Linked DNA regions of Rattus norvegicus: region 1 is linked to region 2. The links are chromatin contacts, called in public Hi-C maps. All regions are on one chromosome and are shown on one strand. Each heading gives the region's core, a stretch centred on a gene start, on an enhancer-like site or on the middle of the called end of the contact. The rest is flanking DNA. Distances are from core to core; before and after follow the strand shown.

Evidence for each region. Hi-C and Micro-C count contacts between places; a contact is called where the count stands out from the background.
Region 1: a Hi-C map of kidney shows a contact between it and region 2, with 2.3 times the contacts expected there. The contact joins the promoter of Gfra3 here to the enhancer-like site in region 2. A contact is called at or near these places in 3 of 12 Hi-C or Micro-C datasets (hepatocytes, kidney and liver).

The regions. Positions count from the first base shown.
Region 1 is chr18:26,598,929-26,602,094 of GRCr8, forward strand. Gfra3 (GDNF family receptor alpha 3) reads right to left here and starts at 1,297. Exons shown (of 8, transcript NM_053398.1): 1 at 1,160-1,297. The coding sequence starts at 1,241.
Region 2 is chr18:26,560,842-26,563,835 of GRCr8, forward strand. No RefSeq gene overlaps it. Among named protein-coding and RNA genes, the nearest start is that of Cdc23, 30 kb to the left of the region's middle. Within about 2 kb of position 1,395, at least 14 of the 93 cell types and tissues checked have an H3K27ac peak or open chromatin away from gene starts, as enhancers often do. A contact at or near this core is called in hepatocytes, kidney and liver, where this site is marked.

The DNA of each region.
Region 1 (3,166 bases), core at 47-2,546, 38 kb after region 2:
TGGGACCCCTGACAGTGGGAGTGGCTGTCTCTGACTCTTGCCTGCTCTTGGGACTCTTTTCCTCTGTTGGGTTGCCTTGTTCGGCCTCAATATGAGGCTTTTGCCTGGCCTTATTGCATCATACTTTGTCATGTTTGGTTGTTTTCTCTTGGAGGCCTGCTCTCTTCTGAAAGGAAATGGAGGGGGAGTGTATTCAGGGGAGAGAAAAGGTGGGGGAAGTTGAGAGGGGAGGAAACTGTGGTCAGCTTGTATATTGTGACAGAAGAATCTGTTTTCAATTCTAAAAAAGTATTATCAAACAAATGGATTTCAACAAGAATAAAGAAAGAAACAAAGGAAGAAAGAAAAGAAGAGAGAAGTCCCCACAAGTAAACAAGCAACAACCACCCCTGTACTCAGTGAGACTGGGGCTGTAGCTCAGTTGTGTGTTAACCCGACAGCACCTTTGGTTCCATTCCCACACAGCATAAACCAGGAGGGTGTGGCGTCACACATCAGTAATTCTAGCACTTGGGAGGCAGAAAGCAGGCGTCCAAGGTCATCTTCTTAGACACAGCTAGTTCCAGGATAGGTCCACTGAATGAAACTCCGTCTCCAAATAAATTAATTAAAAAAGCACATCCCAGTGTAGGAAGAGAGCAGGTTGGCAGTAAACTTCTCAACAATAAAACCAGGTGGTGAGATTAGCAAAGTTAGGAAATTTCCAAGCCTATTCTGTGGCAAATTCTTTCTTTACCTCTACCTAGTTTCTGCTTCCCTTAAGCGGGATAGAAGAGTTGAAGGCCACTTAAGAGCCAGAGGCTGCCTCTGATCAGATTCTCCTCACCTCCCCGGAGTACTGACTCGGTCGTGTCCTGGTTGCAGGTTGTCCCATGACTGCTTTAGATGCACCTCAAAAGAGGGAAGAAGTAGAAGCAGGGACGAGGAGACGCTTGGGTGGCCAGAATTTTCTACCTACATGAGTCCACACTCTTGTATAGTCTTGGAAAACAGACCCTTTCTAACACTCTGGGCTTCCTACTTCAGTTCCCGAGACTCAGGGACAGAGGAACGCGACCAAAAGCTGTAGCTTTCTCAGCAGCAGCAGCCTGTGTTCACCACCTGCCTGCCCTACAGCCCGAGGGGTTTCTGGCCGAGCGAGTGCACGGGAGACACTTACCTGTTCCAAGGGGTAGCCACAGCGACAGCACCAGTAGCAGGATCACTAGCGGCGGCGGTCGCGGGCTCCGGGAGAGCCCCATGGCGGGTCTGGACGCCGCGGACCCGGCAGCGCTCTGCCTGTGCTGGGCGTCGCGGCCCCCTGCCTTGGTACACCGGACTCGGGCGAGCTGGGCTCCCTCGGCCGACACCTCCCACCGCTGCCTCCCGCCCTCCTCGCGGCGCCACTAGTCTCCTACTAGGGTCCTGGGCACCGCCCTCCAACTCTGAAGCGCTCGCGGCAGCATCGGGCGGCTATTACTCCGGGACCCAGAGTGGGATGAGACTTTAGGGCCGCTTGGGGTCAACAGTGTGCACACTAGAGTCTGCCTACCTACTGTCAGCTGCCAATTAACCCTGGCAGTACTGCTGCTAAGTGTCTGTCAGAAACAAAGCTCCTCTTTCTGACCCCGTCTGCCCATCCAGGAACAATAAGCTCTACAAATGAAATATTGTAACAACACTTGAACCAACCAGGTGTAGTGGCTCACTTCTGAAATCTCAGTACTCTGGAGGTGAAATCAGGAAGACTGCTGTGAGCTGATCCTAGCCTGACTTACGTAATGAGTTCTAGACCTGTGAACAAACCAAAGCCAAACCAAGCCAAAAAACCTTGAACTATCACCAGAGTATCTTGTTTTCTAGTGTGTATGTGTGGTTATGTGTGTGTGTGTGTGTGTGTGTGTGTGTGTGTGTGGTGTGTGCTCTTATGTGTGTATGCTTATATGTGTGTGTGGTTGTATGTGTGTGATTGTGTCATTTGGTTGTGTGTGTGTGTGTAGTTGTATGTGTGTGGTTGTGTCTGTGTGTGGTTGTGTGTGTATGTGTGTGAATTTGCACATCTATTATCTCATTTGTCCTTAAGTATTTCTAAGGGTAAGATTTTATGATTATTAAAATCAAGATTCTGAAAACTGGTCCCCACACTGGTGAAATGACTGAGGGAGCATAACCAGGGCAGATCTTGGGAGTTTTGCTAAATTATGCTACTCCGCTACTCTGGAATTAAGCCCCTTTGACCTATGAGAGCAGTCCAAAGGTATTCCGAATACTCTAGCAACTTCTTCCCCCAATCCCAGCTAAACAGAGTAAGTACTGACCAAAACTAAGATGTGGCAGTTTGTAGAGTGAGTGCCCAGCACAATACTCAGAGGAGGAGCTAGGGCTGCTGAAAGTTCAAAGCTAAAGCAGTCCGGACTAGAGACCCTGCCCCCAACACACCCCGCCCCATCGAATCCTACCTCCTCCCACCTCTAGTCACTGAAGAGAGTGCCTTAAGACACCACTTTTCCTGACCACTGTCAGATGAGGAGAGTTTGTGAGCAAGTTACTGTACCAGGATTAAACTAGTTAGAAACTGCCATGTCCAGGTGGCAGCCTGTCACCTGTGAGGACATGGAAAATCATCCGGCCTGGGCCTGATTCCCACCAGCTTCCAGAGTAAAAACTGACTTGGAAAAATTAGCAGAGTGGAGAAAGAAAGACAAGAGCAAAGGATGGTGCAAGAGGAGGGTCCATCCCCTAACCCTCCACCGCCAGCACCCCCACCTTCCACAGCCTGGCAGAGGGCCAGCAGGGAGGGTATGGTGAAGTAGAATCTAAACCCGAGATTTATTGACTGCTTAGTCTGAATATGGCCATCCTGCTGTGGCCTCTGGGGGGCATTTGCAGATGTAATCAGCCCAGAAAGAAGAGTCATTCCAGCCAGGGGTGTAAATCACCCTTCACAAAGCTAGAAGAGAGACATGTGGCCCTAGATAAGGAGAGGATTGAAGTGGCCTCTGTGCCCTTCCCTCCCTTCTCCTGCCCAGCGGGGAGCTGGCTCCTGATCTGTAATGCACTTTAAATGGAGTTTGTGCTGCGTTTTAATCTATATCTGCCCTGCCAGTTTACAGGAGAGCTGTGAAAGTGAACATCTGGCTATCCAGCTATTGTACAGGGCCGGTTTGCTCCACCCCCATCCCTAAGT
Region 2 (2,994 bases), core at 145-2,644:
CCCAAGCTCAGCCAGAATGGGAGGGAGCTTGGGAAATGTGGGGTGAGACAGGATTAGGGGATAGGGTGGACTCCTGTAACAAAGTAACCTGAAGAGAGCTGCAGATGTGAGGGAAAACTAGTGTCGGGTTCCAGCTCCATAAATGTCTTTAATTCAATGGGCAGATGCACAGAAAGTGTTAGCACAATTCCTGGTAGCTAACATGAAGGTGGCTATAGTTCATCTATTTCTAGCTGGGAAAACCAAGATTCCAAGATTCAAATAGATTAACAGATCTGTTCCAGCAACGAGGCTGGGCATCTGGAAGATCAGGGCAATCTTGAGAAAGTCAATTCCTTTCTTTCAGCCTTAATTCTCCTTCCTAGTCTTTGGATTGCTAAGGAAATTCACTCTTTCTGCAAATATTTACTGAGCACCCGTTGCATTCCGGGCCCTTTGCAGATAAACAAGACAGACAGACACACAATTCTCACTCTGCTGTGGTTAACAGTCTGGGTGGAGGGGGGAGGTGCGTAGAAAGGCATGCAATTAAACTCAGGTGACCATATAGTGGCATAGGTAAATGCTGCAAAGAACCAAGTGCTGTGAGGGAGGATGAGGTGGTCTGATCTAGTCTAGGGAAGTCAGGGCCTTGTAACTTGCAGAGGATCCTAGCAGAGCCAGCGGGGCGAGCAGCTCAGGAATTGCTGGAACCAGAAAAGCTAAGGCTGGCAGGGACTACGCCTCACAAGCTCTCTGAAAGACCGGGTCTTCGCACCAGGGCCCTGCAGGGCAGGTCCATATCGCAGGTCCCAGGCCCAGGTTCCCCGCCCTGGGCCGCTGCTGATCCTGCGCGCACTAATGCGTATCGAATTTTCGTTGAGTTGGCCCGCGCCGAGTGTGCAGCGGTGCTGCTGCCAGAGCTTCCTAATTCCCTTTGCATCGATCCCGCCGTTAATGACATAACCTTTTCCTCTAATTAACTGACGACTGCATTAGCGGCCAGCAGCTCGCAGCCCGCCGCCCCCTCCCCCCTCTTCCTTACTCTCCCCACCCTCACTCCCCCACCTCTCCCGCGCGCCCGAGCTGCGCTACAGGCTGAGGGACCCAGAGCAGTTGCTGCACTAACTGGAGGCAGGTCGGCGCCCAGAAGGGACAGAGGCAGGAGGATTGGGCCAACTTTCCAACAGCTCAATCACCGTTATTCGTGTTGTTGTTGTTGTTGTTGTTGTTGTTGTTGTTGTTGTTGTTGTGTTCCAACACCGCACAGAGCACTTAACATACTTTCGCCTCTGATTCCTTATAATGACTCAAGAGACACATAGTGGAAATTGGGGCTGGTAGGAGGAGGGAAAACACAGGAACCACAGATGTGGAGTAAGCCACTGGGAAGGCGGGGCTTCTAGCCCTGTTCACCTTAGACTTCCGAGTCAGTGTTGTAACGCTAGGGTGCTTGGGAGAGTAGCAGGCAGATAGCTGAGCGCTCAGTAACAGGAATGCTGAAACTCCAATTCGTGTTTATTCTCTCTTGCTTTACCTTTCCAGGACGTCCATTTCACAGACCTGGCCAAGCTTTCGCTTTGTTCTTAATTATTTAATTACATTTTATTTCTTTTGTGTTCAGAGGGGGTCGCCCGTGTGTCACAGCATGTGTGGAGGCCAGAAGACAACTTGCCGGAGTTGGTTCTCTCCTCCCACCATGCAGGTCCCCAGAATTGAACTCGGGCTCTCAGTTTAGCAGCAAGTGCCTTTATGTGCTGAGCCATCTCGCTGGCCTTTGCTTTACATTTTTATCTTTTTTTTTTTTTTTGCCCCGGAGCTGGGGACCGAACCCAGGGCCTTGCGATTGCTAGGCAAGCGCTCTACCACTGAGCTAAATCCCCAGCCCCACATTTTTATCTTTTATTCGTTTTATATGACTGTGTGGAGAGTGGAGGATAACTTGGGGGAGCCAGTTCTCTTCTTCCCCACGTGGCTTTCCCAGAACAGGGTCATGAGGCTTAGGAGCAGGTGCCTTTGCCTGGGGCACCCTCAGGTTGGCCCTGGTTTTGATTTTGAATCAAGATCCCCCTGTCCAGGAGGCCTGCAACTTGTGATCCTCCTGCCTCAGCCACTGGAGGGCTGGGATTATAGACATATGCCAACGAATCCAGAAAGTGGTTATGTTTTGGAATTCCTTAGGTGGCAGAGAAAACAGAGAAAGTTGTCTTGCCAAACATAAAAACAGAGTTCCAGATTTTATATACTCTGCAATTGCTATCTCTCTGTTTATCTCTGTCTGTCTCTGTCTCTCTGTCTCACTTTGCCTTTGCCTTTCTGTCTGTCTCTGTCTCTGACTTTCCCGGTGTGTGTGTGTGTGTGTGTGTGTGTGTGTGTGTGTGTGTGTGTTTTGTGTGTGTGTGTTGTGTGTATATGTGGTGTGTGTGTGTGTGGTGTGTGTATGTGTGGTGTGTGTATGTGTGGTGTGTGTATGTGTGTGTGTGGTGTGTGTGTGTGGTGTGTATATGTGGTGTGTGTATGTGTGTGTATGTTGTGTGTGTGGTGTGTGTCTGTGTTCTGCGTATATGTGGTGTGTGTGTGGTGTGTGTCTGTGTTCTGCGTATATGTGGTGTGTGTGTGTGTTGTGTGTCTGTGTTCTGCGTATATGTGGTGTGTGTGTGTGTGTGTCATTATTTTCTGAGAGACTCTCAAGGAGCCTGAACTGGCCTTGAACTTCTGATCTCCCTGCATCAACCTCCCACGTTTTGCAATTTCAGTCCTAAAATGTAATGTTCTAAAAATTTCTACTGGGACGGGAGAGATGGCTCAACAGTTCAGGGCACCAGTTGCTCTTGCGGAAGACCTAGGTTTGGTTCTCAGCACCCATGTAGTAGCTTACGTTCATCCTTTACTCTAGTTCCAGAGAATCTGATGCTGCTTCTGACCTCCTCAGCCACCAGGCACTATACATGCATGTGGTACACACACACACACACACACACACACACACACACACACAGGCAAAACACTCATCCA